4 separate regions of the Zea mays genome follow, and all the other regions are linked to region 1. Evidence: chromatin contacts called from public Hi-C data. All regions are on one chromosome and are shown on one strand. Each heading gives the region's core, a stretch centred on a gene start, on an enhancer-like site or on the middle of the called end of the contact. The rest is flanking DNA. Distances are from core to core; before and after follow the strand shown. Region 1 holds the start of LOC542170 (putative ubiquitin-conjugating enzyme family). Region 2 holds the start of LOC100501364 (Core-2/I-branching beta-16-N-acetylglucosaminyltransferase family protein). Region 3 holds the start of LOC100501494. Region 4 has its middle 21 kb from the start of LOC100501494.

Evidence for each region. A called contact is a pair of places that touch in the nucleus more often than the background predicts.
Region 2: a contact with region 1 is called in a Hi-C map of leaf, with 6 times the contacts expected there. The contact joins the promoter of LOC100501364 here to the promoter of LOC542170 in region 1. A contact is called at or near these places in 7 of 25 Hi-C or Micro-C datasets (bundle sheath, ear, endosperm and 2 more).
Region 3: a Hi-C map of ear shows a contact between it and region 1, with 6 times the contacts expected there. The contact joins the promoter of LOC100501494 here to the promoter of LOC542170 in region 1. A contact is called at or near these places in 10 of 25 Hi-C or Micro-C datasets (bundle sheath, ear, leaf and 2 more) and 1 of 3 datasets of contacts at active chromatin or transcription factors (leaf).
Region 4: a contact with region 1 is called in a Hi-C map of ear, with 3 times the contacts expected there. The contact joins the enhancer-like site here to the promoter of LOC542170 in region 1. A contact is called at or near these places in 2 of 25 Hi-C or Micro-C datasets (ear and tassel).

The regions. Positions count from the first base shown.
Region 1 is chr5:58,597,573-58,600,418 of Zm-B73-REFERENCE-NAM-5.0, forward strand. LOC542170 (putative ubiquitin-conjugating enzyme family) reads left to right here and starts at 1,402. Exons shown (of 7, transcript NM_001111791.2): 1 at 1,402-1,522; 2 at 1,794-1,859.
Region 2 is chr5:58,221,142-58,223,987 of Zm-B73-REFERENCE-NAM-5.0, forward strand. It overlaps LOC100501364 (Core-2/I-branching beta-16-N-acetylglucosaminyltransferase family protein), which reads right to left and starts at 1,471. Exons shown (of 11, transcript NM_001353545.1): 1 at 1,090-1,471; 2 at 1-400. The coding sequence starts at 302.
Region 3 is chr5:58,274,454-58,277,299 of Zm-B73-REFERENCE-NAM-5.0, forward strand. LOC100501494 reads right to left here and starts at 1,452. Exons shown (of 10, transcript XM_020537505.2): 1 at 1,045-1,452; 2 at 622-898. The coding sequence starts at 817.
Region 4 is chr5:58,295,369-58,298,214 of Zm-B73-REFERENCE-NAM-5.0, forward strand. No RefSeq gene overlaps it. Among protein-coding and RNA genes, the nearest start is that of LOC100501494, 21 kb to the left of the region's middle. Within about 2 kb of position 1,358, at least 16 of the 20 cell types and tissues checked have an H3K27ac peak or open chromatin away from gene starts, as enhancers often do. A contact at or near this core is called in ear and tassel, where this site is marked.

The DNA.
Region 1 (2,846 bases), core at 152-2,651:
GAAGGGAATGGGTGAGTGTGGTGTGGCGTGGCATGGGGGAGGACGAACAACGGCAATCTCGAGTGAGAGATTTTTGCTATTACGATATTTGTTTTATTAGGCTTCTCTCTTTTAGTATTATGATTTTAACTTCTTTATAATAGTATTCATAAGTGAATATATCCTTTAAAAAAGTACTCCAATCCCTTTTTAATCATTTTTATTTTCTTTTGTTATTTATCACCACTTAAATTAATTGTATTCACTACTTTTCCGGTTTTACTTTCTCCCTTTGCATCTCTGTTCATCACGATTCTCTAACGCATGCCTCCTATTAGCTATCGCAGTTATAGTTCCCAAATATATGTTTATTATTAGGACCAGTTTGATTATAGGACAGTAGCTATCATTCACTTGGCCTGGCTGACTAGCTCCAAACGATCCTCTTGTATGTCATTCGTTTTCCATCTTCATGCCAAATAAAATTAACATACAAGAACACTATCTACCTGATAAGAAAGTTCAAACAGTTGCTCTTGACTCTCTGGCCTCATCCAGCCAATAACATCCAAGCAAGCAAGATACATACATTAACAACTTGTAGTTTATTTGTGAGTTTATTAAATTCATACTAGAACTGATAGAGTAACATGGTTAATTTAGGTGATGAAAATAAAAAATAGAATAAAAACAATTAAAAATGGGTTAGAATACCATTTTAAAGAATAGACTCACTTATGAGTAATATTATAAAGAAGATAAAATTGCAAGTATTAGAAGAGAGAAACCTGATATAAAAAATATTGTAATGGCAAAAAGCTCCTCGAGTGAAGGGCACGGTAAGGGGGGAGGACAGACATCGATAATCTAGAGCGAAGGACGCGACGTGGGGGAGGACCGATGACAATAATCCGGGCGAAGGTATGGGGCGGGGGCATTGGTACTATGTGGACGTCCACCCTAGAGTCTTATTGAGTGATGTAGATGTAGATGTAGATTCGCTGGAAATTAAATTTTAATTATTTAGATTCGAACACGGAATACATTTTTGCCCCTGTTTGTTTCAGCTTTTTGGAGCTTCTGGCCACCAAAAGCTGCTGCGGACTGCCAAACGCTCAGCTTTTCAGTCAGCTTCTATAAACTTCGTTTGGGTAAAAACCATTTAAAATCAACATAAACACATAATCGGTTGAGTCGTTGCAATAGTAGTAATCCGTCACTTTTTATATCCTGAGTCATATGGACACCTTTATCTTCCTCCACACGTAATCCTAATAATACATAGATTCTCTCCACAGCCAGATTCTACCCACAGCCAAATTCTCAGAAAAGCTGGTAAAAAAAGCTGAACCAAACATGCCTGAGCTCGTTAGAACGGATGAATATCCGGCACATGTTTGTCGTTTTCTCTAGTGCCGCCGAGACGCTTTCCTTCCACCTGCCGACCGACGCACGCGGACGCCTCCGTTCGTACTCCCGCCGCCTGTAGAGGCCTCGTCCTCTCGCCCACCGGCGAAAAACCGTTCCCCTCTGCCGTTTCCGGGTGAGTCTACGCGGCGCAACTTCTCCGGTCCCATCGGTTTTGGGTGCGCGACCCTCCTTCGGCTTCTCATCGTCGTTCTTCGGTGCGCGGACGCAATTCATGGATCCGGGGGCCGGATCCCGCGCCTTCTGCGACGATGGCTGCTCCCCTCCCCTTGCTTCTTTGCGCGCACTCCTCCTCCACTGCCTTCCTGTTTTTAAACAGGGAGAGGGGTGGCCCTCCGCTAGCCGCACGGATCCTCTCCATCCTCACCGTTTCTTCCTCTCTGCAGGTCTCTTAGTGCAAGCAAGGAGGCCGTTCCACGCTCCTCCAGCGAGCTCCGTTCTGAAGCGGCAAGGTAAACCTGCCTCTCTTAGTCTGCTGGTGTAACTCTGAAAATATGTCGTCGGTTTGAACGATGCAAAACAACAGTAATCCGCATGTACTTTAGTAAGTTGGATATGATCAGTATCTTATTTCTTTAAAAAATTAAGGCAGAAGATAACTAGATTCATTATTCTCATAACCAGTGTTATTAAAACTACGTTTAAACGATGTTTAAACTATGTTTAAACGTCAAAACTCTAATTAGAGGTTGAAACCACGTGCGTTTTGGCGTTCTAAACTGTAAAACGCAGTGTTTTATGCATTTTAGACCATTAACTACTTTTGAGCCTAGTCTATTAGTTACTTTCGAGGTTTAATCCAGCTCATAGGTGAAGTTTTGGTAAGCCACTAGCCTCTCTATTTTGGTATTTAACTTCATATTATTGTCTGAAATTATAATGTATTGGTATTTTTCCTATGTTGTTTAAAACTACGTTTAAACAAAGTTCAAACGTTTAAAAGTCAAAATTTCACCCATGAGCGTTCCAACGTTTTATTGTTTTAATAACCTTGCTCATAACCATGCCGTGTGTTCTTTCCTAATAGACTTGATTTAGTCATACATTCATAACCTGCGCTCGGCAGAGCATGGTTAAGGTTAGACATAGTTTTGAATTTTGAGCATGTTTTTCCTTTCGTATGCTAATTTGGTGAGTATTTGTCAATTTCCAATTCCAACACAGAGGTACAAACAGTTATATGGAACTAGGCAAGCTAGCATCTTCTTAAGTAAATGCAAGGATGAAAAGATGTTGAAACAAATCAACATCTGATGGTTTCATGAACTTTCAGTGCTGATCTAAATTTTCATCTAATATTTCACTTTTTTAACTCTTTTTATTTACAAATTACAATCATGTCTGAATGCCTAAATGTACCTCTGCAACCTTTTCCATAAGGAAGGTGTGTTAACTGTGTCTTGTGAGTCTTTCTTAGCTATAGTATTGTTTTGGGATCT
Region 2 (2,846 bases), core at 221-2,720, 380 kb before region 1:
TTCTCAAATGGCAATAAACTGGGTGTTAAGAACATGAAAGCAATTTTTGTGTTCTTTGACTGCACTGGCCGAGCCCGAATGATGTCTCTCATGATAACACGAGCAGCAATCTCATCATCAGTGTATACCCTAGCAGGTTCTGGAGGAGGCCGAGAATTGCAGGCTTCTGATGGTACCAGATAACAGGCTGTGTAATGCTGTGGAGTATAAAGATAGGCTCCAATGGCTACTACACAGACAAAGGCAACCAAGACAATGAACCAGAGAGGCCTTCTAGATGGAGCCCTACTGCGTGGTGCCATGATGTATCTTTACAAACAGGAAAGCAGGGCCTAGCTAGCTACAGCCATGCAATCATCCATAAGCACTCCTCTGATAGAACTGATGAAAACCCAAAAACCTGGAAAACACAGGGAAACGAAACATTTTAGTTTAATGCCTTCAGGCTTTCAGCTAACTGCACGTTTTTTTTTGTGCATTGCAAAACAGTTCATGTTTCGAATAACAATCCATATTGTATAACAAAATGACATGTATAGAAGATGGAGTCATTTCAAAGACACACATCAGTTCAGAAACTGATTGATAGTGCACTATGTTTGAACAGAACTATGTGTATATAAATAAATGTGCCTATCCACAAATGAACTACAAGCTAATAGGGATAATACGAAATGCAAGCTCTCTAAGCATGTATACTGCCTTAACTCTTTTTTTTTTGGTTCCTTGTTGTTTGTTGGTTCGTATGACCTGCACAAATTTTAAGCTAAATTATCCTCACTGTCTATGTTCAAGTACTTACATGTCCACACGGTCACTCATCATTTTTTTCCACAGAGTATCACAACACCCTCCCTAAACCTCGCCAACCAATTGTCAGGGAACGAACTCCAAAATGGCACGGGCGCAACTTGGTTTGAGGCACTGAAAACCCTAGGCAAGATTCTAGATGGGTTCTCGCTCGATAACAAGGACACCACGCAGCACATGAGCCCACAGCTAACCGGGCAATAAAATTTCGAACTTGACTGCTAGCAGCCGCAGAAAGAAGACGACCTCCAAGAGAGAGGCAAAGCTCGAGTCACTTACCCACGAGAGGAGAGGTCGATCCGTATCAGTCAGGATAGATGGAGCTATACTCACGACTCCACGCGCAGCAATCCAGTCCAGCAGCAGGAATCCGGCAGCTGGCAGGGCAGAGGAGCGGCCAGACGAGGTCGACGGCAACGAACCACCGGCAGCTCGCGCCGGCCGCGGAGAACGACAGGGAGCAAGAGCACGCGCGGGATTCGTCCCGATTACGGCGGAGTTCGGGAGATCTATGGTAGAGGATGGTCCGATGGAGGGGGGAGTACGGAAGAATCTTGGGAGCAAGGACTGTTGGCTGGACAACACCTCAGTACATCACAAATTCACAGGGGTCTTTGCAGTCTGCAAACGCGCTGCTTCAGCGCTTCTGCTTCTGCTTGACTCCCTCGAAGCCGAGAAGAGGTTTTGCACCTATATATATAAAAAGATTTTTTTTACTTGGTAAAAACGATTGTGCAATCAAATTTCTCTTGCGACCATATAGATGGCAATAGGACTCGATCCCCCGTTTTGCCGCGGGGAATTTTCCTATTAAAACTAGTTTGAAAGCCATAAAACCGGTGTGGATTAGATAGCTAATTCCTCTTCTTATTCAATTTGAAATAAGAAGGACAATCTAGCCTCTCCTTTCTCCTCCTGTTTTCTTGTTCCCAAACTAGTCCTTAGGGTTACTTTAAAAACCTCATTTTCCCAAGAAAAATTAGTTCATTTTCCTTTAAGAAAATGATAATCACTTAGGAAAATTGGGTTACCAAACTAGACCTTAGGGAACGGGTATGAGACTAATTTAGTCCCCGTGGGGATCTAAATGGGGGAAATTTAAATCTCTGTCGGGTTCGCGTGGACGGGAAACCATCCTGTGTACCCGCCCCATGAAACTTTTTATCCAAGTTAGTCAATTTACTTGTTAAAATTATAATAAAAATTTAGTGCATGACATGATACAGAATAGGAAATGTCGGTACCCTAAATCAGGGGTACCCTCTTTTACAGCATGAAGACGCCGCACTCATACGACGTCTCCTAGCCAGACGGGGGACGACGCCTGACCCCACCGCATGGGCAGGCCAAAGGACGCCACATGGCAAGAAAAGATAACACATCCCAGTAAGTCTGGACCCCCTCAGAAGGACACCGGACCCCTATACATATAAGTCCGGAGCCTCCGGTTATGTCCGAACCTCAGCAGGGTCCCGGAACGAGGAGGACCCTGGTATGAGCAGGGGTCCGGTGCTGACACGTGTCCGGGCCTTGCCCTTCAGTTCCCGCTCAGGCGGAGACCCGCTGCTTGTGGCCCATGACATAAGCTATCGGACCGAGCCTGACGTGAAGTCATGCAGCCCCTGCATTTATTGAGGAAAGGACGCGATGCCTGCCACTGCACTGACGGGCGACGTGCCCTCTCAGCATTTAATGCGTCCCGTCCCATCCGCTGGCAGACGGCGTCAAGGTCATCCAGCAGGCGGCGCGCCTGTTGGGTCTGTGTCACACCTGGGTTTCGGGGCACCAAGACCCGGGCGCGAACATAATCACCAGGTGTGCTGGGACCAAGTCTCACACATATGATGAATCATGGCACATGATCGAATGTCACATCTTTACTATATAATAGGAGTTCTATACAAAATAAATAATTACATTATAAGGAGACAACGGTCCAGCAACCCAAAGTTGACTGGGAGACGACGACCTAGACCTCTCACGAACTCGTCACAGTATCCTCCAAGCGCCTCATCCTGCGGTACTTATTCTTGACC
Region 3 (2,846 bases), core at 202-2,701, 320 kb before region 1:
AAAAAAATGGACAAGCCCTGCTGCTAGTCTGCTACAGAACTATTATAGTAGCGGTCCCCGGAAAAGGAGGAAGGGATAAAAAGACGAGCTTCTTTGCGTGTCGCTTTGCAAAGGAACGATCTTTTGGCGTGATCCCCTGCATTGGTAAACATATTCCCAGCCCGGATGCTCTTGCTGCTTAGGCATGAACAAAGAGTACGATCATTTTTCTGCCTTTTTCTTTTTTGTTGTTGTTGTGCGTGTGTGATTTTATTCTAGGGCTAGGAGGAGGAGGAGTGGTGGTGGAAAACGCGCAGGATTGCGTGTCGTGTGGGATTGGCGTCGGCGTCGGCGGCCGCGGCTATGATTGATTTATTAATAACGTCGTTCGTCGGCCGTATGTGCAGGTGGAGTCGGGCGGGGAGGCAGCGGGCTGCGGCCGGGGACTAGTACTAGGTAGCAGTAGTCCAAGTCCGGCGGTCCGGCCGCGTCTCCGGCGGCGAAGAGGTAGGGGCGAGCGAGGAGCCAGACACCGGCGCGCGTGGCGTGGCGTGGCGAGGCGGAAACGGAACGACGGTCGGTGGTTGCAGAACAAGAAGAAGAAAGACTGAAGGGGAAGGGCGTGGCCGTGGCGTGGCGTACCGATTTGCGCGGGCGAGGTGGCGGCGGCGTCGTGGAGCACGATGACGGTGCGGGACGGGACGATGACGGTGACGGTGCGCACGCCGGGCAGCGGCCGCAGCAGCTTCTCGACGAGGGGCACCTCGGAGGGGCAGCAGATCCCCAGCACGTCGAAGTAGCTCTTGTGCAGGGTCCCCGCCGCCGCAGCGTCCCCCATTGCGCCGCCCCGCGCCGGTTCCTCTGTGCCCCTGTGTCTGTTGTCCCGCTCCCGCCGCAGAGGAGGAGGAAGCGGCCAAACCTACACGAGGAGAAGTCGAGCGGTGGTTTGAGCGGAGGCCAGGGGGGTGGGGGCAGCAATCTTGGCGTGCGCGCGGCCGGGGGTTTTGTTTCGGCCGGGCCGGGTTACATAAATAAACATGCAAAGAAAGCCCGCCGGCGACTTACCCCGCTGGCGGCCGGGTGAGTCCGGGAGGGAGGGGAGGGGGGGACTGGTGCGGATGGCAGGAGCGGTTGCGTTGGCCTGGCCGTCTGCGGAAGCGGAGGGGAAAGGAGAGAGGAGTGGGAACTGGGAAGCTGGAGGGCGGGTATTTATGGATGGACTCGGCCATGGCCCGCGCTCGCTCGCTCGCTGTGACTGGAGCGGGTGGTGGTGGTGGACTGGTGGGTGGGTGCCGACGCGTGAGGCACACACACAGCGCACTGGCGGCACCGGTGGTGGTAAGTTGCGGAGACGGCAGCGGAGGCCAGGCCGCCGGACGGTGAAACGGACGCGTGCGTGGCTTTGGCTTGGCAGTTGGCACTGGCAATGCCATGCCATGGCATGGCATGGCGTGGCGCGCGGCACGTGACGTACGCGGCTCTCGATCGGTCGGTCGTCTTGAGTATATATATTATCATCGACGACGCTCCGTGCCGTGTCGTGCTAGGAGGCCCTCCCCCGCACCCAAAAAAAAGAAAAAAAAATTCAGGCCGGCTGCAACAAATTTTTTTCCAAAAAAAACGGATGCAAAGGTGGCGGATCGGACTCGTCCAGACGGCGGGTGATACGCATGAGTCGTCCATCCACACCTTCTACCCCATGCATCCGTCCGTCGTCATCGGCATGGATCAACTCCACGTACGGTGCCGTGACATCTACGGGTTAGCACGAATATTTTGACAGAAAAATATACTGCAGGATAATGTGTAGTTATTATCTAGTGTTATAAATATTATTACTGCTTTATATGTACTCCTTTATATGTGTGTGCATATATATAATCCCAAACAAAGAATCCCATAGAGAGATGGGATGGCCTTTTTTCCCCCTTGAGAATTCGAGTCCGGAGGTTGAGTGACGGATACGCCATGCTTTTATTTCGTGACAGCCTTTTTGTACACAACAAGGTGCCGCACAAGCACAGGCACGTACGCCTCGCGTGCATCACGTTTCGCACGCCCAGTCACACGCACCGTGCCCCGGCGGGGACGGGGAGGGAGGACAGACAGTAGCGACGGACACACATGGGACGAGCAGCTGTTTCATCTGTCCGGTTATTTACCTCCCATCTTTTTTATTGTATGGATGGATGACAACGACGCATGTACAATCTAGATATTATACTGTGGTTCTTTAAGCGCTAAATACATCTACGAAACTCATTCATAAACTCAATGTATTTAAGTTTAAAGATACGACTTATTTATATGAGTTGTATGGACATAACTATGTGTAAACTTAGAGAACCGTGTTAGAAACGTTCATTCATTAAGATACTGTCTCTTTTTTTTACACTTATTCCTTGATATCTGTTAAGATACAGAATTTGGCTATGCCCTTAGTCGTCCTCCCTAGAACAGTACTTCCAGGATACATCCACGGGCCATCAGTCATGCAGGAGCGTAAGTAGGGCTGGGCGTTCGGGTTTACCCGGTATTTTGGGCCGGATTTTTTGGGTTTTTTATATTTCGGCCTTCTAACATCTATACCCGAACTCTTACCCGTAATTTCGGGTACCCGTAATTTTGGGTACCCGTAATTTCGGGTACGAGTTCGGGTAATAGCAAACTACCCAAAACAGTGAAACAATATTCAACGGTAGTAGAGTAGGATATTTAATATTCAAGAGAGCAAGATTTAACATTCAACAGTGAAAAAGTGAATCAATATTTAATATTCAACAGTAAGACAATATTCGCTCTCACACATAACAGAGAGTAGTAGGCAGTGAAACATTGATAGTGATATTCAAAACACTCGACCAGAC
Region 4 (2,846 bases), core at 108-2,607, 300 kb before region 1:
ACAGGATCGACACTGTCTAAAATCTCAAAGAAAACAAAACAAAGTTTGGAACACGAGACTAAAAGAAAAGTCTGTATGCAGATCCCCATCCATGATGTCTAAACGTGTGTATCATCAACTCCTCCATATTACGACATGCCATGTTTATTAGTTATTGATCTTCATCCCTATGTTGTAGTTGAGCCCAGAACTGGAGCCAATGCATAGCCCGAAAAACCACCTGCAAAGAAGTTTTTATTAGAGCATTATCAAATTGCCCAACATATTGCCGAGGCTGCAAGAATAAAGTATCTTCTCATTGTATTATCCAATCCGGTTATCCAAGAACCAAAGATATGTCTAATATTGTTTGGTGAACGAATGCCATATCTAATCCGAACCAAGCGCTAAATAAATTTAGCAAGTTGGCAATGGAAAAAAAGATGATCAATTGTCTCATTTTGATTACAAAAAGAACATTTTGCATTGCCTTTCCAATTATGCTTGAGTAGATTATCTTTGGTGCACGATGTAAATACCACATGAAGATTTTAATCTTCAAAGACATCTTAGCCTTCCAAATATGTTTGTGCCACGCAACATTCCATTAGTTATTAGCCTCCTATACATGGAATGAACTCTAAAAGAACCGTTTGCCGTCAAATAATAATATAGATGTGAAAAATATAATCATTATTAAACATTAGAAGTTAAATTATCTAACATTATCATTATTATATAGTTTAACTAATTTTGCATAACTAGCGAGTCAGAAGGAACCGACTCGGCTCGTTGAACTAACGAGTTCGAAAACCCGACTCAACTCGTAACACTTCGAGATGAGACGTCCTAAGCTCGAGCCAGCTCGCAAGCCTCTAGTTTTTTTTAGCCCAGCTCTAACCTAAGAATGGCCCTCCCGCCAATGGGCGGGTGTGCCTGGACACATCGATAAAGCTAAGTCTTTAGAGCATTAATTATATGCCCAAGCACTTGTAAGGCAGCCCGCAGGCCCCACGGGACATTTGATAGTACAACTTGTCATGATGGTTTAGAGATCCTTACCGACGTGTGATTTTGAGGTTGTTAAACCAGATCTATTTGGAAGTTTATCAAACAAACTTTCCATTAGGTTTGTTGTGTATACATCCAGTGAAGGTGATTTCATCCATGATTCTGCTCGACTGCTAGATGAGTGAATAGTAAGCTAACTAGCTAAATCAGGCATAGCTAGCTAGCGTGGCGTGGCAGGCGGGTTAGTTATGATGGCGACCAGCAAAGAGAGACGAAAGGCAGTACAACAAGGTAGGAGTCGGAGTACGGGTGAGGCATCGTACGTGTCAGCTGGGACGTCGCCGGCTAGCTCTTCGTGCAGTGTCAGAGAGACGACAAGGACAAAGCCGACAGGGATATCGTGAGCGGCCGGCCATGCCCGCAGCTAGCATGCATGCAGCAGCGCCAGCTGAGAGGGAATCCGGCAGCTCCCAATTCCCAAATAGTATGGTGCGCATGCACGTGGAGAGCAACAGCTTACAGTACTCATCTAGCTAGTCTCACGTCGAGTCGGTTTAGAGATGGAAGGTCCAGCAGGCAATGAAGCAGCCCTGGACGATGAGATTGACGTAACGTTTGTTTCAGTTTTTTTTTTCGGTTTATGGCCACCAAAAACTATCGTAAACCGTAAAACGTTTAGTTTTTCGGCCGGTTTCTATAAAAAATCGGTTGGATAAAAACCACAAAAAAGCAACATAAACACATAGTCAATCAAATCATTATAATAGTAAGAATCTATTATTTTTAGATTTTTAAACTTTATAGATATCTTCATCCTTCTCTGTACATAATTTCTATGATACTTAGATTTTCTCCACAGCCAAAATTTCCCCACAGTCAGATTCTCATGAAAGCCACTCACAAAAAAGCTGGATCAAACATACATTGAAAAAGGTGGTGAGAGAATATTTCTAAATAAATACTCCTGCAAATTTAGAACCACCACCACTTTAGACGCTTTATATGTTGTTCTCAATAAAGCAAGCTTTTATCACGTTTCAAAATCATTGCATCGCGTCCAGTGGCGGCCCTCAGATTTTAGAGACCCGGGGCAAAATTTAAATAGAGACCCATACAATTATTTTTTAATGTATAAAATATTAATATAAGTACTTAAGAAACATTTAAAAACATTCATATCAATATAAACACTCAATAAAATTTGGTTGTTCTTTAATATTACCATTTTTAGTAGGAGATGAATTAAATTTAGGCTCATGATCATTCACACCATGTTATCTTGCGTTGTTGTCTAAGGCGTCTCGCCTCTCGCACCCTTGATAGGCACATTGGACGTACAATCACGAGCTCTTACCTCTAGTACGAGTAGAACCAATTAGTTAAGAATTAACCAAATGTATTTCATATTTGATTATATATATATATATATATATATATATATATATATATATATATATATATATATATATATATATATATATATATATATGGCGTCGAATGGATGGGGCCCTCGAAGATGAGGGACCCGGTGCGGCCGCCCCGTTCGCCCGCCCGCCCTTAGGGCCGGCGCTGATCGGACCGGCACAATCGTTTTTAAAAAAAGCACTTCTGGCACAGACACATCCTACACAGTTTAAATCACGGTCAGTTAGTTTTAATCAACACGTAGACTACATTAGTAAAACTTTTACTAGCCACCTGCACTAATTATTGACAAACCACAACAACAACCGTATTCTAAAAAGGTAACATATATATCTAGCATGAGCCTTTATTTCACATAGGTTGTATATGAACTACCAGAGTTTATAAAAGAACTCTGAAAAAAATACATATATATTCTTTCCAAACTTCTT